Regions from separate parts of the Sus scrofa genome. Here region 2 is linked to region 1. A link is a contact called in public Hi-C data. All regions are on one chromosome and are shown on one strand. The core of a region is the stretch at or near the end of the contact, and the rest is flanking DNA. Distances in the headings are between cores, read along the strand shown. Region 1 has its middle 8.1 kb from the start of RGS12. Region 2 overlaps DOK7 (protein Dok-7).

Region 1 (2,700 bases), core at 17-2,516:
GGCTTCGAGGTGTGAATTTAGGGGGGCACGTTCAGTCTGTGGCTGTGCTGTTGTGGAGCCGCAGAGCCTGAGAGCTCAGCAGAGCACAGCAGCCCTCCCGGCGGCCAGCACTCTCCGCCACAGCAGCTCCCAGCTCCGCACGCGCATTTGCAAATGCAAGTGTAAGGGGAAAGGGGAACCGAAGGGAATGTGAAGCATAACTTAGGATGCTAGGGTTTTCCCTCGTTGGTGGAGGGGTTTGAAGAGGGAGGGTTGGTGTATTTTTCACGATGATTTAATATACACCCAGTAGACTCCAGCCAGATTTGGGTGCTGGCTGCTTAACTGAAAGTCGAGGCCTGACTAGTTGGGATCCTGGGCTTGTACAATAAATGCCCAGCAGACTGTTTCCTGAAAATACTCTGGCTGGTCACTGTGACTAAAACGGTTGGAATTTCCAAAAAAGTAGTGACTGCTGAGGAAGAGGAGAACTGGAGGCAGGGGAGAGGCCACCCTGGTCGGTCTTGTGTGGGACAAGGCTGGGTGTCTGGACAGGGGGCGGGGAGGAACAGGCCCCCTCGGAACCTCCGGGGCACCGGCTGCCTGGCCCCTCCACCCTGTTGGCGTAGTAGGGGGTGTCTGTGCCCTTCCCTCCGCTTCCCTTCCTTAAAAACAAACCAGGTTCCCGGTGGAACGCAGTCTGCCCCAGGAGGGGCGGGGTCCCCCAAGAGGAGGGGGGCGCGGAGGAAGGGTCACCAGTGCCCTTGGGAGGGCGTGAAAGGAGACCGGGGAGGACGCGGGAGGGAGCCCGGGCTGGGGGGCCTGGGAAGGCCGAGGCAGGAGGGGAGCCAGGCCTGGGGGGGCCCAGGGCGTCAACAGGCAGAGCGGGACCAGCCACCTCGCGGGCAGCGGAAGTCCCGCCCCAGAGCCGGGAGGTCCCGCCCCTCAAGACCGCCCCCTCACACCCCGCCCTTCACTTCACAGCCACGCCCCTCTTCCTGTCCCGCCTCCTGCAAGCTCTTTCCCTCGTCTTTTTCAACACTCTCCCTGGAAGCGCCGCCCCCGTCCTGTCCATTGGATTCCCGTCCGTGAGTGGGCTCCACAGGCCGTGCATTCCGGCCCCATCCTAAGGGCCGCCCCTCGACGTTGGAGGCCACAACCCCGCCCACCTTGCTCCCGGAGGGCGCGCTCCTCCCTCGACCCCGCCCACAGCCCCTCCCCTGAGGCCGCGCCCCCTCCGCGGCTTCGCCACGGCCGCCCCGTCCTCTCAGGAGGTACCGCCCCTTGCACGGCCTGGTCCTGCAGCTCCGCCCCGCCCACCAGGCGGCCCCGCCCCCGAAGAGCCCCGCCCCTCTCGGCCCCGCCCCTCGGCCCCCGGCGACGGCGGCGACCGTTGGGCGCGCGGGCGGAGCGGATCGCGGCCGGAGGGCGAGCGGCCGGTAGGTTGCGGGCCGGGCGCTGGCCGCCCCGCCTCCACTTTCTTTCTTCCCCGGGCGCGCGCTCGCGCCCTCCGCGGCCCGCCCCGCCCTGCGGAGCGGAGGGTGCTGGGGCGGCCGGCTCCCTGGGGTCCCGCGCTCGGGGCCGCCGGCCACCTTCGCCCGCCTTTTGTTCCCGGGCCCAACTCCAGGCCGGGCCGTGGGGCGGCCGCGGGGCCAGCCCGGGCCTGGGCGGGATCGAGGGCCGGCGCCGGGGTCGGGCGCTGGCGGCCGAGGGCGCGGGCCCGCCGTGCCCACCGCGTCCGCTCGGACGTCGTCCGGGCCGAGCCGCCCGGGCTCGCGAGTTTCCTGTCCGACCTCGCAGGCGGCCGCATTGTTTGGCCAGAGGCCGTCTCCAGAGACCCCAACTCTGGAAGCAACTGCAGCAACTCCGGTGCAGTGCCAGGCGCCTTCCCGTCCCAGGCCCCGTGCTCAGCGCAGGGTGTCGGGGTGCCGCAGCGAGGCCCCAGCGTTGAGGGGTGTCGACCGAGCGGTCCAGCGTATAGGTGTAGACAGAGTGTCTAGAGTTGTGGGGTGTAGACACAGTGGCCCAGAGTTGTTGGGTGTAGGCAGAGTGGTCTAGAGTGTGGGTGTAGACAGTGGCCCAAAGTGTAGGTGTAGACAGAGTGACCTGCAGTTGTGGGTGTAGACAGAGCAGCCCTGGGTTGTGCGGTGTAGACAGAGCCCTGGGCAGGCAACCACTCTGTCTGTGCTTCCCCATTGCTGGACTGGGCTTGGAATGGGACCTGCCCCGGGCCCCTCCGGGTTGTGGGTGGGTCTCCCGCCACATGGTCAGTGTCTGTTGCTTTCGTGGTCGCCGTGTGCCGTGATGGGAAGGGCACTTGTAAGGTCGTGGACCTGCAGGCAGGGACAGCGAGGTGGCTCCCCTTCCCAGGAGAGGAGCGGGGAGACACCCCACCCTGGTCTGCGGCAGGAGCCTGAGCAGGTAGTGGGAGAGGGCGACGCGCAGGGGAATGTGTTTCAAGTTTTACTTTAGAAACAGTTGTCACAGTGCGAGGTTTCGTCCAAACGCCTCCTGCCTCGCTTTGTGCCAAGAGGTGATAGGCACGGGGTGCCCTGCAGAGGACCTGGGCCTCAGGGGTGCTCCTCAGATGGGAACATCCTGTTGAGGAGGCGCCCACAGCGGGCACTGGGTGATGGTGACGGGCAGAGGTCACAGGGAGGTCACCAAAGATGAGGGCTGGACATGTTGAGCGGACCTGTGGGAGGACACAGGGTGGCAGTG
Region 2 (2,700 bases), core at 116-2,615, 140 kb after region 1:
GTTTGTGTTTAATTTCGTCTTCTTAGTGGGTCTGAAGTGGTCAGGGAACATTTCAAACCTCATTTCGAAGGAACAGGCTTCATTCATCTTTTTGTCTTTTTCAGGGCCGCACCTGTGGCATGTGCACGTTCCCGGCATAGGGGTTGCGTCGGAACCGCAACTGCAGGTCTATACCACAGTCCCGGCAACACAGGATCCGAGCCACATTTGCCATCTACACCACAGCTCATGGCAGTGCCAGTTCCTTAACCCTCTGAGCGAGGCCAGGGGTGGAACCCACATCCTCACGGACACTCTGTTGGGTTCTTAACCACTGAACCACAGCAGGAACTCCCGAACTTTTCTTCTTTCTCTCAAAATAAGGGCAGAGAAAACTGGTATTTTAATTAGTAGATACTTTTACTCTATCAGGAAATGCTGCAAAATAATATCCCACGGGGCTCAGTTGATGGCGCCAACTTTCTGAGTGACAGTGTCGTTTGGACAGAGTGCGCCTCAGAGGTGGGGTCCCCTGAAGTGATCACCAGGTGAACAGCCAGGGATCGGGGGTCAGGAGAGGAGAAGGGGCGTTACAGGTGGCCAAGGGGTGGGGGTGTCGTGGGCTGGGGTTGGCCACTCCCGCGGAGAGGTGTCAGGGCACGCTTCGGGAGCTGGGGGCCGGGAGGGGGCCGCAGGGCGGAGCAGGGCCTGAGTCGGGGTGAGGTCCGCACTGGATCTGGGAGCCCTTGTCCCTCGGTCTCCAGGCTCAGGCAGGCCCCTGAGACGTGTGTCCCTGCAGGAGCACCTGGAGCCGGGGACGCGGCGGGGCGGTGGCCATGCTCCCTCCCAGGCCTCCAGCTCCCCGGAGCGCAGCTCGGCAGACGCCCGGTGGAATGCCGCCGGCTCCACTCCCTCCGAAACGTGGTTTTTTATAGTTGGAGGACTGACTGTGCCGTGGCCTCTGCCAGCTGCCTGTAAGCTGGGATTAGAGGCCTGGCCCTGGGGGAGCTGGGCAGCCAGGACGGGGCCTCCTTCCCGCCCGCCCACCGGCGGCCAAGGTCCTGGCACAAGTTCTCGGCTGACGCATCTTGGCCAAGAGGGCCTCGCGGGTGCCCCGGGTGGGCGCCAGGGTGGGCCTCACCCTGCTCCAGTCAGAGGTCGGGACGTGGCTTCTCTGGGCCTGTTTCCTCATCTTGAAAGCAGGCATGTCACCGGTTGGGGCCCTGGGTGACCGGCCCGGGCACAGTGGTGTCGCCACGTGTGGGGCTGGCCCGAGTCCCTGGGATTTGGTGCAGGCAGCTCCCCCCGCCCTGCCCCCACTGTGCCTTCCCCCAGAGGGCGTCTGTCTTTCTTTGGGCAAAGGGCAGAGGGCGAGCCGCTGAGGGATTCCTGTGCGGTGACACCACGCTGGGCGTCCAGCCCACGTGACCTGCTGTCCCCATTCACTCGGCCTGGGGACTTCATTCACGCTGGCGGGGCTCCGGCCCAGCGCAGGCCCCCACGGCTGCTCTGCCCTGGCTCCCTTGCAGCAGCTGCCGGCCCCAGGCGCCCCCTCTGCCCGAGCCCCCCGGGGCTGGGATCAGCCAGGCCTTCCCTCTGTGAGTGGGAGCTCACCCCTCACCGCAGGACCTCAGCCTTAGCTGTGCCCCGGGCCCCAGCCCCACACCCCGGAAACGCGCCCAGGAGGAGAGGAGAGGCTGCGAGGAAGGCGGGCAGGCGCCGCTGGCGGTGGTTCCCCAGGCTGTGCCCTCTGCCCCCACCCCTCAAAAGAGCGTGAAGTTTCTGGGCTTCTGCCCCGCACCCCCGTCCTCCAGAAGCCACCCCAGCTCTCTAGAGAGTCGGCTGACCAGGGCCAGCAGGCAGGACTTCCTCTGCTGCCCTGTTGCTGCCCTGTAGCCGGGACTGGCCGGGCTGCTGCCCCTGGGCCTGGGGAGCCGCCGTGTGGCCTGAGCCACCAGGACAGGGGCCAGGAGGTGCTCTGGGGACACTGCCCGGGTGTGGGGACAACTCGCGGGTTTGCTCTGGCTTCTGTGGCCGTCCACGGCCCGTGGCCCTGAGCCCACCCTGCAGGCCCCCTGTGCTCTGGCCAGGCTGACCCGGTCTGGCCTCTCCGCAGGGGCTGGGGTCTTCTTCCTGTCCTCGGCCGAGGGTGAGCAGATCAGCTTCCTGTTCGACTGCATCGTCCGAGGCATCTCCCCGACCAGGGGCCCCTTTGGGCTGCGGCCGCTTCTCCCAGGTGTGTGCGGGGACCCATTCAGCAGGGTGGGGGGGGGTGGGCTGCCTCCCTCCTGCCCTGGGATCCCCTCGGGGCTCCAGGGGGCCGGCCACTCACATCCGCACTGCGCCCCCTCCACGCGGTCTGAGCAGCGGGGATGCCCTGGGGCTCGGCTTCTCGTTGGAACAGTTACGCTGCAGCTGTTCCGGGCTGACCAGCAAGAGGCCGGGGACCTGGAGATCCTGCCGAGCTGGCCGTCTCCCAGGCCTGGGTGGGGGCCTTGTCTGAGGTCCCTGAGAAAGGGGGCTGGGGTCAGGGCTGGTGCCGTCTGAGCTGGCGTTTGGGCTGGAAGCCGCCTTGTGAGGTGAGGTCTCAGCAGCTTGGGGGGTGGGTGCAAAGGCTGCACTGAACGGGGCAGGTCTCCCCACTTCCCGGCTGTGGCCAGGGCCAGACTGGGCCCCGGAGGCTCCCTGGGCACTTCCTCTCGCTGACTGAGGGCCGCCCTC

The links. Hi-C and Micro-C count contacts between places; a contact is called where the count stands out from the background.
Region 2: a contact with region 1 is called in a Hi-C map of liver, with 8 times the contacts expected there. The contact joins two enhancer-like sites. A contact is called at or near these places in 1 of 5 promoter capture datasets (fetal skeletal muscle) and 2 of 47 Hi-C or Micro-C datasets (liver and skeletal muscle).

Annotation. Positions count from the first base shown.
Region 1 is chr8:1,961,940-1,964,639 of Sscrofa11.1, forward strand. No RefSeq gene overlaps it. Among named protein-coding and RNA genes, the nearest start is that of RGS12, 8.1 kb to the right of the region's middle. Within about 2 kb of position 1,267, at least 75 of the 83 cell types and tissues checked have an H3K27ac peak or open chromatin away from gene starts, as enhancers often do. A contact at or near this core is called in fetal skeletal muscle, liver and skeletal muscle, where this site is marked.
Region 2 is chr8:2,106,051-2,108,750 of Sscrofa11.1, forward strand. DOK7 (protein Dok-7) reads left to right here. Exons shown (of 11, transcript XM_021100945.1): 5 at 2,096-2,215. Among named protein-coding and RNA genes, the nearest start is that of DOK7, 18 kb to the left of the region's middle. Within about 2 kb of position 1,366, at least 29 of the 83 cell types and tissues checked have an H3K27ac peak or open chromatin away from gene starts, as enhancers often do. A contact at or near this core is called in fetal skeletal muscle, liver and skeletal muscle, where this site is marked.